Regions from separate parts of the Hordeum vulgare genome. Here region 1 is linked to region 2. A link is a contact called in public Hi-C data. All regions are on one chromosome and are shown on one strand. Each heading gives the region's core, a stretch centred on a gene start, on an enhancer-like site or on the middle of the called end of the contact. The rest is flanking DNA. Distances are from core to core; before and after follow the strand shown.

What was found. Hi-C and Micro-C count contacts between places; a contact is called where the count stands out from the background.
Region 1: a Hi-C map of seedling shows a contact between it and region 2, with 4 times the contacts expected there. The contact joins the promoter of LOC123448868 here to the promoter of LOC123446576 in region 2. A contact is called at or near these places in 3 of 6 Hi-C or Micro-C datasets (leaf and seedling).

The regions. Positions count from the first base shown.
Region 1 is chr4H:441,578,957-441,583,904 of MorexV3_pseudomolecules_assembly, reverse strand. LOC123448868 (U2 small nuclear ribonucleoprotein B''-like) reads right to left here and starts at 1,575. Exons shown (of 5, transcript XM_045125896.1): 1 at 1,427-1,575; 2 at 752-924; 3 at 1-49. The coding sequence starts at 1,499.
Region 2 is chr4H:440,930,358-440,935,299 of MorexV3_pseudomolecules_assembly, reverse strand. LOC123446576 (senescence associated gene 20-like) reads right to left here and starts at 1,726. Exons shown (of 1, transcript XM_045123152.1): 1 at 731-1,726. The coding sequence starts at 1,399. The coding sequence ends at 983.

The DNA.
Region 1 (4,948 bases), core at 326-2,825, 650 kb before region 2:
CATCTGCTTTGGCAAAACAGTCAGACTTTGTTTTTGCATATTGTACCCGCTGCACAAGGGAAGGGGAAAAGGTAAGTTGTCAACCATGGTACATGATGAGGCAGTACTGTTAAGACTGATTTTGTTTGTGTGTTAATGTGGCACAATTTCACTTACAGGTTAAAACAATAGATACAAATAGGAGTAATAACTAGATAGATAAAGATCATGTGTTTCAACATTTAGTCAGAGAACATCCGGATATATGATAGTTGAAAGAGTGTACCAGTATGTATAACCTAAGAAAGAAGTGTATGCTAGCACCATTTGAAGAACAAATATATATCGTCTATCTACACTATTCCACAAACTGTTAATATAATTTCGCCATAGCTGAACTTAGGCGAGTGACATAGTGTTTCTGGCAACCTAAATGGTCGCCATAACTACGCCGGATTGTCGGTTAGGCAAAGAACTTAGCACACATGGTCAAGCCTCTGCAGATTACAAAGAAAACACAAGACTTAAACTCAAGGTATAACTGTACAAAAATTTATCAGCGGATACTTTGAATGGAGCACTGTTGTGGTAAACTACTAATGCAAATCTAAGAACCATATAGGAACACTGAATTGCCCACTTAATAATCAGAAATGCTTGTCTCGGACCAAACATACCCACCGTGCTTCTTATGCACGGAAGAGAACACGGAGAATAAAATGTAAAATAAAACACCTTGACATTATTATAAACTAAAGTGGAGATGTTTCACCATTTTTTTGCCGTAAAAATCGAAGTCTTGTAGGCCCCGGAAAGCATTGGTGGCCGCTGTAATTTCACTGAATGCCACCCAGGCTTGCCCCCTGAGTTTATGAGTTTTTAAGGCCACAACATCCACTATTCTTCCATACTGAGAGCACAATGCATAGAGTGATCTCTTCAGCTCTGTAGGAAAGATCAACACACGTTAAAGCATGAAAGGACCGAAATCACTAGCATACTACAACCTACAACAGTAGAACAATTGTTTATGCAAACTAGATTTGAGACAGATACGACCATGCTCGCTTGGAGATTACAAATATGTTCTGTAGAGGGAAGCAATAATTTCGCAAAGTCCTACTGTAGATTTCTCGTCCCCCTTCAAAGCTTTCTGACGCAGCTTGCAGAGAGCGAGACATTCCTAAAAGGATGAGACGGACTGCGCCAAACACGGGTTCCAGCAAAAGCATGGAACGAAACCAAAATCGGGCAGTTCAATCACAGCTCCTACGGCCAGCATTTAACACTATGTACGTTTCGTCTGTCGAGAGTCAAGACCAGAGATCCTACTAACAGAAAAGCGAGGCGCGGACGAGCTAACAGCCTGGATCGGGAGGCTAGGGTTTTAGGAGAGGGACTTTGCCAGCGGGTGCGGCGGGGCGCTAAGCGGCCGGGTGAAGGATACCTTCTTTCTTGACCTTCTCGTTGAGGTTCTTGAAGTAGACGGTCTGGTTCGGGGGAACGTCGCCGGAGAGCATCGCCGCCGCCGAAGACGAGGAGGAGAGAGGCGAGCGCTAGACCTTGCTGTTTCGGGCCGTGCGATTTTTGGGTTTCTAAATTTCCTGGTACACCCCGCTTCCCTTATCTCTTCGGGCCTCGAGGTCGGCACAGGCCGGGTCGATGGGCTGTATGGATGGAGCAGTTTTGGTGTGGATAATATATGGGCCCAGCCTGCTTGTCTGTGGACCGCGTAGATTGGGTGTGTTTGAATGATTTTTTCTGTAGACCTATTGGGCTTACTTTTGCTCTGCTTTTTCATTTGTTTTTCCTAAACCCAAAAAAAATTGTATTTTTCTTCAGTCATGTCTCTCAAAATTTTGCACCCCCCCCCCACACACAGAGATAAAATAACTGTACTTCAGATTCTCTCTTTTTTTTTGCGTGGAACTATACTTCAGACTGATTTGCTACAAAAGTGCCTTTTCACTCGTTTCATGGTAAACTTGGTCCATCATCTACTTTTTTACCTCGTATATACTCTCATTCTAATTGCTCACTTTTGAAAAGTTCCAACGGAAAACGTTCCTGGTTCTGGCAAGACCAGGTAAACCTCGCTGCTCCAAGCCTCTAAGTAATCTCATGCCCACGGGCCATTGTGTGGGTCTCTCGAAGGTTACAGGAACTGAAGAAATGATCACGTTTACTCTGTCAAAAGTTTTGCTGATCGCGGCCACTTTTCCCGAACCGGAAAAGAGCAGCTGAAGTTTGAAGGGCGTCGCCAACAAGCGGAGGCAGCTTTGCGCTTGCTCGGGTGTGAACGGGTGGCTTTCGGCAAAACTCGATTTCTGCGGCTGGAAACGCCGCTTGGCATTGGCCGCCCGCCCAGCACTGGAACAGTTGGTGTTCCTGGAAGCTGCCCGTTCCAATCCATGGTGGATCCCTGCGAGAACTGCTGGATCGCCGCTTTCCTGTCGGGATTACGGCATATCATCATTCATTAAATTAATGGTGAATAGATCCGTCCTGATCGGGCGATGGCTGCCAAGTACCCAGATCGGCCGTGGGAAGCTGGTCGTTTCGTGGTGCTAAAACCTACTATTACAGGATCCGACCACGGATTTCCACGTGGTGGCGCTCGTGCGGACCTCCCCGGCCTTTCCCTTTCCATCGCACGGCTCGGCTGGGTGTGCCCAAGTTGCCGCCTGGACTTGCTGCGTTTAGCTGTCGGGGCCATTTTGCCGCCCATCAGCAGGGCTGCATGGCAGAGGTCTACTTCCAGTTGCAGCAATGGGACAGCTAGCCCCTTCCAGATACACGCCACAAGTTGGTCCAGTGGGACTCAGTGTTCATAATAATCCAGGATAACGGGGCGATTATAAATATACATACTCCATCAGTTCAGCCTCGCTAAAAAAATTTCCTCCACGTTAAGCTGCCTCTCGGTTGGGTTGGGCTGAGCAAAACATCTCAGAAACAAGTGGTCTCCTATATACTCGCAAGCAGCATAATTAATTATTTGGATCGACATACCAAACCAGAGCTGGACATGACTGACGCGACTGACATGCTTTTCATCAGCAGGAAAGGAGCAGGGTGCCTGCGAGTTGCGCCACCGGCAGGGGTCAACTGGCCTATCAGGTTCGGGTCAAAACACCTTCTAGAGTGGGAGCAATGGAGGAGGATCCTGGCCTTTGACCGCCGGATCGGTTGGCGGTCAACCTCTCTCGCACAGACCACACCACACCACGCCAGAGCAAAATCCTAAACTTAAAACCCAAGGCACCCGTCAGCTGGATGCTCTGTTTTACCCACTGGACCAGATTTTCCACGAAAATGAAACTCGTCAATGGCTTTCAAAACAGAGTAGCTAGCAACTAGTAGCTGGCTTGGATGCCTGAGTTGGACCGATCCACGGATATGCTAGCTCGTTCAATGTTTTTATATGCCTTGACTTGATTTTGTTTTTTTCAAAGTTCACAAGGCTTGTGCTAATGTGTAGAAAAAGATTTTGAATCGGATAAGAAGACCTGCAATGTGAAAAGGGAGGAGGACTAATCTACTACTTGAGTGCATTTGCAATTCGATTAGTGTAATCTTTTCTATCTTCTTTTTTCCAGGAAGTTTATGTGTGTTGCAGATATAGAATTAAAAGCATCTACAACGATGGCCTCCAAAATTGTTCCGACATCCGTCCGCGAACACGGGGCAGTCCGCCGACATGGATGCCGGAGCTGGTCATTCAATGTTGCCTCCATATATTTCAAGACGGGTTTCGGTGTAACCGACGAAATTCATGGAAAAGGGTACATATTCATTAAAATTAGGATAGAGAATAATTAATAATTGTCAGGGATATATGAAAGCACAACTTCTTTTTATGGGATTTTGATAATTAATAAAAACATAATTTGCCCCTTCCAGATACGACACCACATGTTGATCGAGTGGGACTCAGAGTTAATAACAATCCATGTCGGTGAATACTCACAACATATGTCATAGGTAGGCTAAAGTCGGTGAGAACCGAAGGGAGATGGCCTCCAAAATTGTTCCGACATCCGTCCGTGAACACGGGGCAGTCCGCCGACATGGATGCCGGAGCTGGTCATTCAATGTTGCCTCCATATATTTCAAGACGGGTTTCGGTGTAACCGACGAAATTCATGGAAAAGGGCACATATTCATTAAAATTAGGATAGAGAATAATTAATAATTGTCAGGGATATATGAAAGCACAACTTCTTTTTATGGGATTTTGATAATTAATAAAAACATAATTTGCCCCTTCCAGATACGACACCACAAGTTGATCCAGTGGGACTCAGAGTTAATAACAATCCATGTCGGTGAATACTCACAACATATGTCATAGGTAGGCTAAAGTCGGTGAGAACCGAAGGGACAAAGGTGGACGCTGGGAACGAGGTTCGTACACGCATCGGACGCACGATGTACCCAAGTTCAGGGCTCTCCGGAGAGATAATACCCCTAATCCTGCCGGAGTGTTTGATGTGTATGAACAGAGTACAATGTCGCTCCTCGAGCTGTGTGGGGAGGAGGAAGAGGGGAGCAGTCGACTCGTCTCTGCCTCTCTCTCTGTGGTTGGTGAATGTGTTGTGTTGTATGACTGGTCAATGATCGGCTCCCCTGCATGGAGGGCGACCGGGGGGTTTTATAGACGAACCCGCCGGCCTACAATATGGATAAAGGGTACAAGTGTGGGACCCCGCTGGCAGCCTCGCCGGCTGGCCAGGGGCCCACAAGAGTCTTGTCTTGTCGCTTGAGGGGCCCGCCGGTTGCATGGTCTCGATTGGCTGTGGGACCCGCCGGCTGGCCAATGAGGCTCTCGCGTGAGGCTGACGCTGAGCACGCGCTGTACGTCAAGCGTCTCCCCGCGAGATTCGTCATGGGCAGGTAGTACGGCCGCCTCCATTGTTCCCCATGCCGAGTGCAGTAATGGAGTGGGAGTGTGACGGTCCGACACTAT
Region 2 (4,942 bases), core at 477-2,976:
GCCGAAGATCAAAAAGCTTATGTGCGTCTGGTGTGGCCAGTGAAATCCTGAACTTTTCTCAGATGAAGTAAAGTATAACTTGTTGGATTTTCTTAAGTCTGCTCCTTTATACTAAAGGTGCTGAAAGCCTGAAGTGCTCTCCAACAGCAAGTTCAGATGCCCCAGTTTGCAAGCAAAGGCAAGGCCCCAGGAAAAGAAAAGAAGAAGATCCAAAACGAAAACCCAGACGTTTTTTTTTTTTTTGTGGGTCAACCACCTTTTACACGTCAGAAATAATTGGAAACGGACAGTTCAGTTGGAAAAGAAAAGAGGAAATTCCAGACTTGTTGTGTTCCTCAAGTGCCATCGGGAATCCAGCAAACTTCACATCAAGGATTTGTTTGGTGTGTGCTACGTTGAAAGCAACACCCTGAACTTTTCCCGCCGGGATGCGGGAGACTTTCCGTTACTCTGGTATGAATCTCTGCATCCGTGTACTCGGTTTATCCAGACTTTTGTTTTCGTGCATGCTTTGATTTGTCCCCAACGTATGCATTTTTTGCCAAGAATACATGAGAGGTGCCACTCTTACGGAAACAACAATTGCTGACTCAATTAGTTTTCAATCTGTGGTGAAATAAAATTAAACAGGAGTCACTCGCTTCATTTGAAGACCGGACCGGTCACTCATGGCACCAAGGAAACAGGAAAGACAGAAAAAAAGAAATGGAGGTGACTCATCACACATTGCTTAAGGGTCCAATACATTATACTTTTATTCAGCCGCAATAGCAAGCCATTGCCGCAGTAGTAGTACACATCATAATCCATGATTTAGACCAAATAAATCACACTGGTAATCAAGCACGCAAAGCGATAGTGGTTGTGGTGGAAGTGTGGGATCCCTGATTACTCTACTCGCACGCAGGTCGCAGGCAGTTGAGTTCAGCAGCCCATACGCCAAGACCTTAACTTGCAGCTTACTCAATGGTAGGCTCTGTTCTTAGATGGCGAGGACGAGGCCCGGCAGCGACTTGCGCGCGCGGTCGGTGCGGCGGCTCTGCCACAAGCACTTGGGCCACTTGGGTGTGTGCGCCGGCGAGGAGAGGCCCGAGGACGTAGACGAGGAGGGGGAGGAAGAGGTAGAAGAAGATGAGGAGTGGGTAGGAGAGCTCGCGCTGGCGTTCTTGGTGGCCGCCGCGGCGGAGAGGCGTGTGACGGTGAGGTCGGTGTTGAAGTACTCCCTGAGCTGGGTGATCACCCCATCGGGCCCGACGGTCCAGGCGTGCACCCAGTAGAGGAGCTGGCCGGCGCCGTCGGCGCTCCCCTCGGCGACGACGGTGGAGCCGAAGGCGTCGACGGAGCGAGGGCAGAACCTGAACTCGTCGTTGGTGCCGGCGCCGGTGAGGAGGCGCATCATGTGCTGGTGCGCGGGCGGGCCATGGAACCACCACTCGAGGTCCGGGGCCAGCAGGTCCTGCGCCCGGCGCGCGTCGCGGGCGTTGAGCGCCTCGTAGAGGCGCAGCACGAGGAACTTGCCGCGCTGCTCCTCCGTCTCCCCACCGCCGGCCAGCTCCGCGTCCGTGTCGTGCGGCGCCGGCGCCGCCGCGTGGGGCTGCTGATGGTTAGCCAGCTCCTGCCGCGAAGCCCCCGCGTAGGCTCCGGTCTCCGCCGCTTCAAGAAGAGGAAGAAGCCTGTTGAGAAGCGAGGCGATGGATTGTGATTGAGAGCTTGGAGGTGGAAGCGGGAGAGAGGGGTGAAGGGTTTAGCGGCGCGCGGAGCAGCTTTTATAGGCCGCGCGCGCTGCTACTGCTAGCCTATCCTGGGGCGCGTTTTTGAAGCGTGGCTATTAGCGACTCTCTGTCATGCTAACTTCTGTCGTCGTGGCCAAGTTTTAGGAACCGTAACATGCGTGGTTTTTTTCCGGCTTAGTGCAAGATAGGGTGCAAACGCTAGCTGCGTGAAGTCCGTGTCTGGGTGCGATGGAGTACTTCATTGTGGAGTCCAGACTCCAGAGGACCATTGGACAAGACTGCAATAGTTGGCCAGTTGTAATCCATTATCCATAATGTTGTACAACAACCACTGTTGCGTAACAATCTGCGGGTACAAGCTTCGACGGTGGAGAAATAACAAAATAAAATGGTGAGCCTTGCTTGCTGCCTTGAAAGAAAACAAAATCACCGCGCACAAAATGCAAACAAATACTCCGTGAGCCGTCACTTGTCAGAAGGCAGAGGCCCCGCCTCCGGGGCGGTGAACTTCGTGGTAGCTGTCGCTCGCTCGGTAGCCACGAGCAGAGGTCGGTGTCTCAGGGAAGGACCGAGGAAAGTGATCCTTTTTCGAAGGATGGGTGATCGCTCGCGCGCGTGTCCTGTGTCTGGTAGTACCGTGCGCGCGGCACCATTTGCACCCATCAGTCCGATCCGATCCGATCCGATCCGATCCAATCCAATCCCTGCGCTTGCATCTTGAGTAGGGGGTATACGCACGCACGTACGCTCTGGCATGCATGCATGATACGTACTGTACTACGGCATGGCACAGTAGGAGCAGTACAATACTCGCAATAATGCGGCGTCTTTTAGGCAGCATGGTTTGTCGTCTGCCGGGGGCGTGGCAATCGGGGGAGGCCCGGGCAGAGACGTCAGTCGCCACCGGACTGGCCGAGAGCACGTACCGGCAGTATCACCGCACCAGGGAATAATGAATTCTGTTGGAGGAAAGGAGGAGGAGCAAAAGAGTATTAAAAGCACCGAGTTCGATACATTGGTTGGTTGGTGCGTGCTCATGATGCAGCAAAATCTTCAGGCTTTGTTTGGTAGAAGTGAATTTGGGAGGTTTGAAGAGGAGGGGATTTAAGGAGATTTGGTGAATCCCTTTCTTTCACCCAATTCTTTTAAACCTTTGGGGTTTTGCTTCCATCAGTCTCTGAAAAAGATCCTGAAACACATTAATAGAAAGGGATTAAAGGGAAACGGAAGGGATTCGGTTAAGCAAACCCCTCTTATCAAATAAACGTCCGAGGTTTTGTGGGGTTTTTGACCCTTTCAAGGATTTTCCTCTCAAAACCTGTTAAATCTCTTCGTGCCAAACGAGGCCTCAGGCGGAGAATGGGTATACTACAACTCCAGTTAGACGAGCACCACGTCTGGGCATGCATGGATAGCTCTCGGAGCATTTGCTTACAGCCAAATGTACAAACAGTAGTCAAAGTAGTTCTTTGACTGTTCTTCCTCTTCTTACCACGCAAGTAGCCAAGTAGACATCCATCTCAGCGTGGCAGTAGCACAAATCAAACCACCCACTAGCCCGCTTTCGTTCTTTGCTTACCTTTGGCCTTTCACCTCGCCAGCGCTCACCTTCACCGTGTCCGTGTGGATAATCAACATGATCTGATCTGGACTCTAATTTGCCACGTCAACTCTGCTCTTGTACTGATAAAAATATTTTTTTAAACAAGGTACTGATATAGATATTTGGGTATCAAAACCATCTACAAAGACTAGATAAATTCGGCCTCCTATATATCCGAGAACGCATTTGGATATTTCGTTCCCCCGTTCATATATCTTAAGTTCGGACTCTTAAATCCATGCAAAATCATGCGCGTCGATCACACAAACCATTATCGCATATAAATAACAAATGTTGGCATCGAATATAAATAGCGTTGACATAAAATTTATTTTAAATGTACAATCAAACATCCGTTCTTTGGTTTTCATAGTAAAGATGTTCGTGCGTTGCAACGAAGAAAAATGCATGGATAGCTCTCGGAGCATTTGCTTACACTACTCATAATAGAGAGTAACATAGTACTCTACTTCCTCCGTCACGGTTTAGAGAATGTTTGGATACGTTTTAGTCTCATGACTAAAAGTAGTGGGACTAAAACTTGTTAGCCTCACCCATGCTTGGATCCAAATACTAAAGAAACTAAAATCAAATAAATGAGCATTTATTATCCTTCAAACCCTCCAATCAAAAACTCGCATGTGTTAAAAGAGAGGAGTTAAATGAGGAGAGAGAGAGGACTAATCCACATTTTAGTAGGGGTACCACTGACTAAAAGATTTTAGCCTCAAGACTAGTTTTAGCCTCTTTTTAGTCAGGGGTGCTTGAAACTTATTTTTAGTCAGACTAGTGTTAGTCCCTTGGATCCAAGCACCCTCTTAGAAGGCACGGTTAAACTTACATGCGTTTTCAAAATAGATAAAATTTAAGGCACGAAAGCAATTACTCTTATTAATTAGTACTAGTACTACTTATGCATACGCCCTTCCAATTTGCTGCTCACGCATTAGTACTACTAGTATTTTCTCAGTTGATTAGGCGCATTAGCATCTACACCTGCTACATCTCACAACCAATAGGTGACTACCTTGGTTCCAGAGATTTTCCAAGCGTGTCTTCTAAACCGTGATGGAGGGAGTAACATACATACTCCCTCCGTCCGGTAATAAGTGTACTTTTTTTCTTTTCGGCCAGTCAAACTAGTTAAACTTTGACTAACTTTATTAAAAAAGTGCTAACATTTATGACATTAAATTAGTATCAATAGATTTGTCTTTACGTGACGTTTCTAAATATATCATTTTCATGCCATATATGTTGCTATTTTCTATAAAGTTGGTCAAATTTTAAAAAGTTTGACTAAGTACTAATCTATATGTACACTTATTTGTGGACGGAGAGAGTATGTTACTAGTCTAAGTTAATACCTTCATAATGGATAGTAACATAGAGGTACTCCCTTCGTCACCATTTAGAAGACACGGTTAAGTTTGCGTGCATTTCCACAACACACAGGGTTTAAGGCGCATTGCATTTACTCCGAGCAGTTAATTAGTACTTCGTTGTACTACTTCTATATGCATATGTAGTGTGAATGCTATTTTTCAACTCATTTTACAGCCAATCAATAAGAACATAGGTTCTAGAGAATTTTCATGCACGCCTT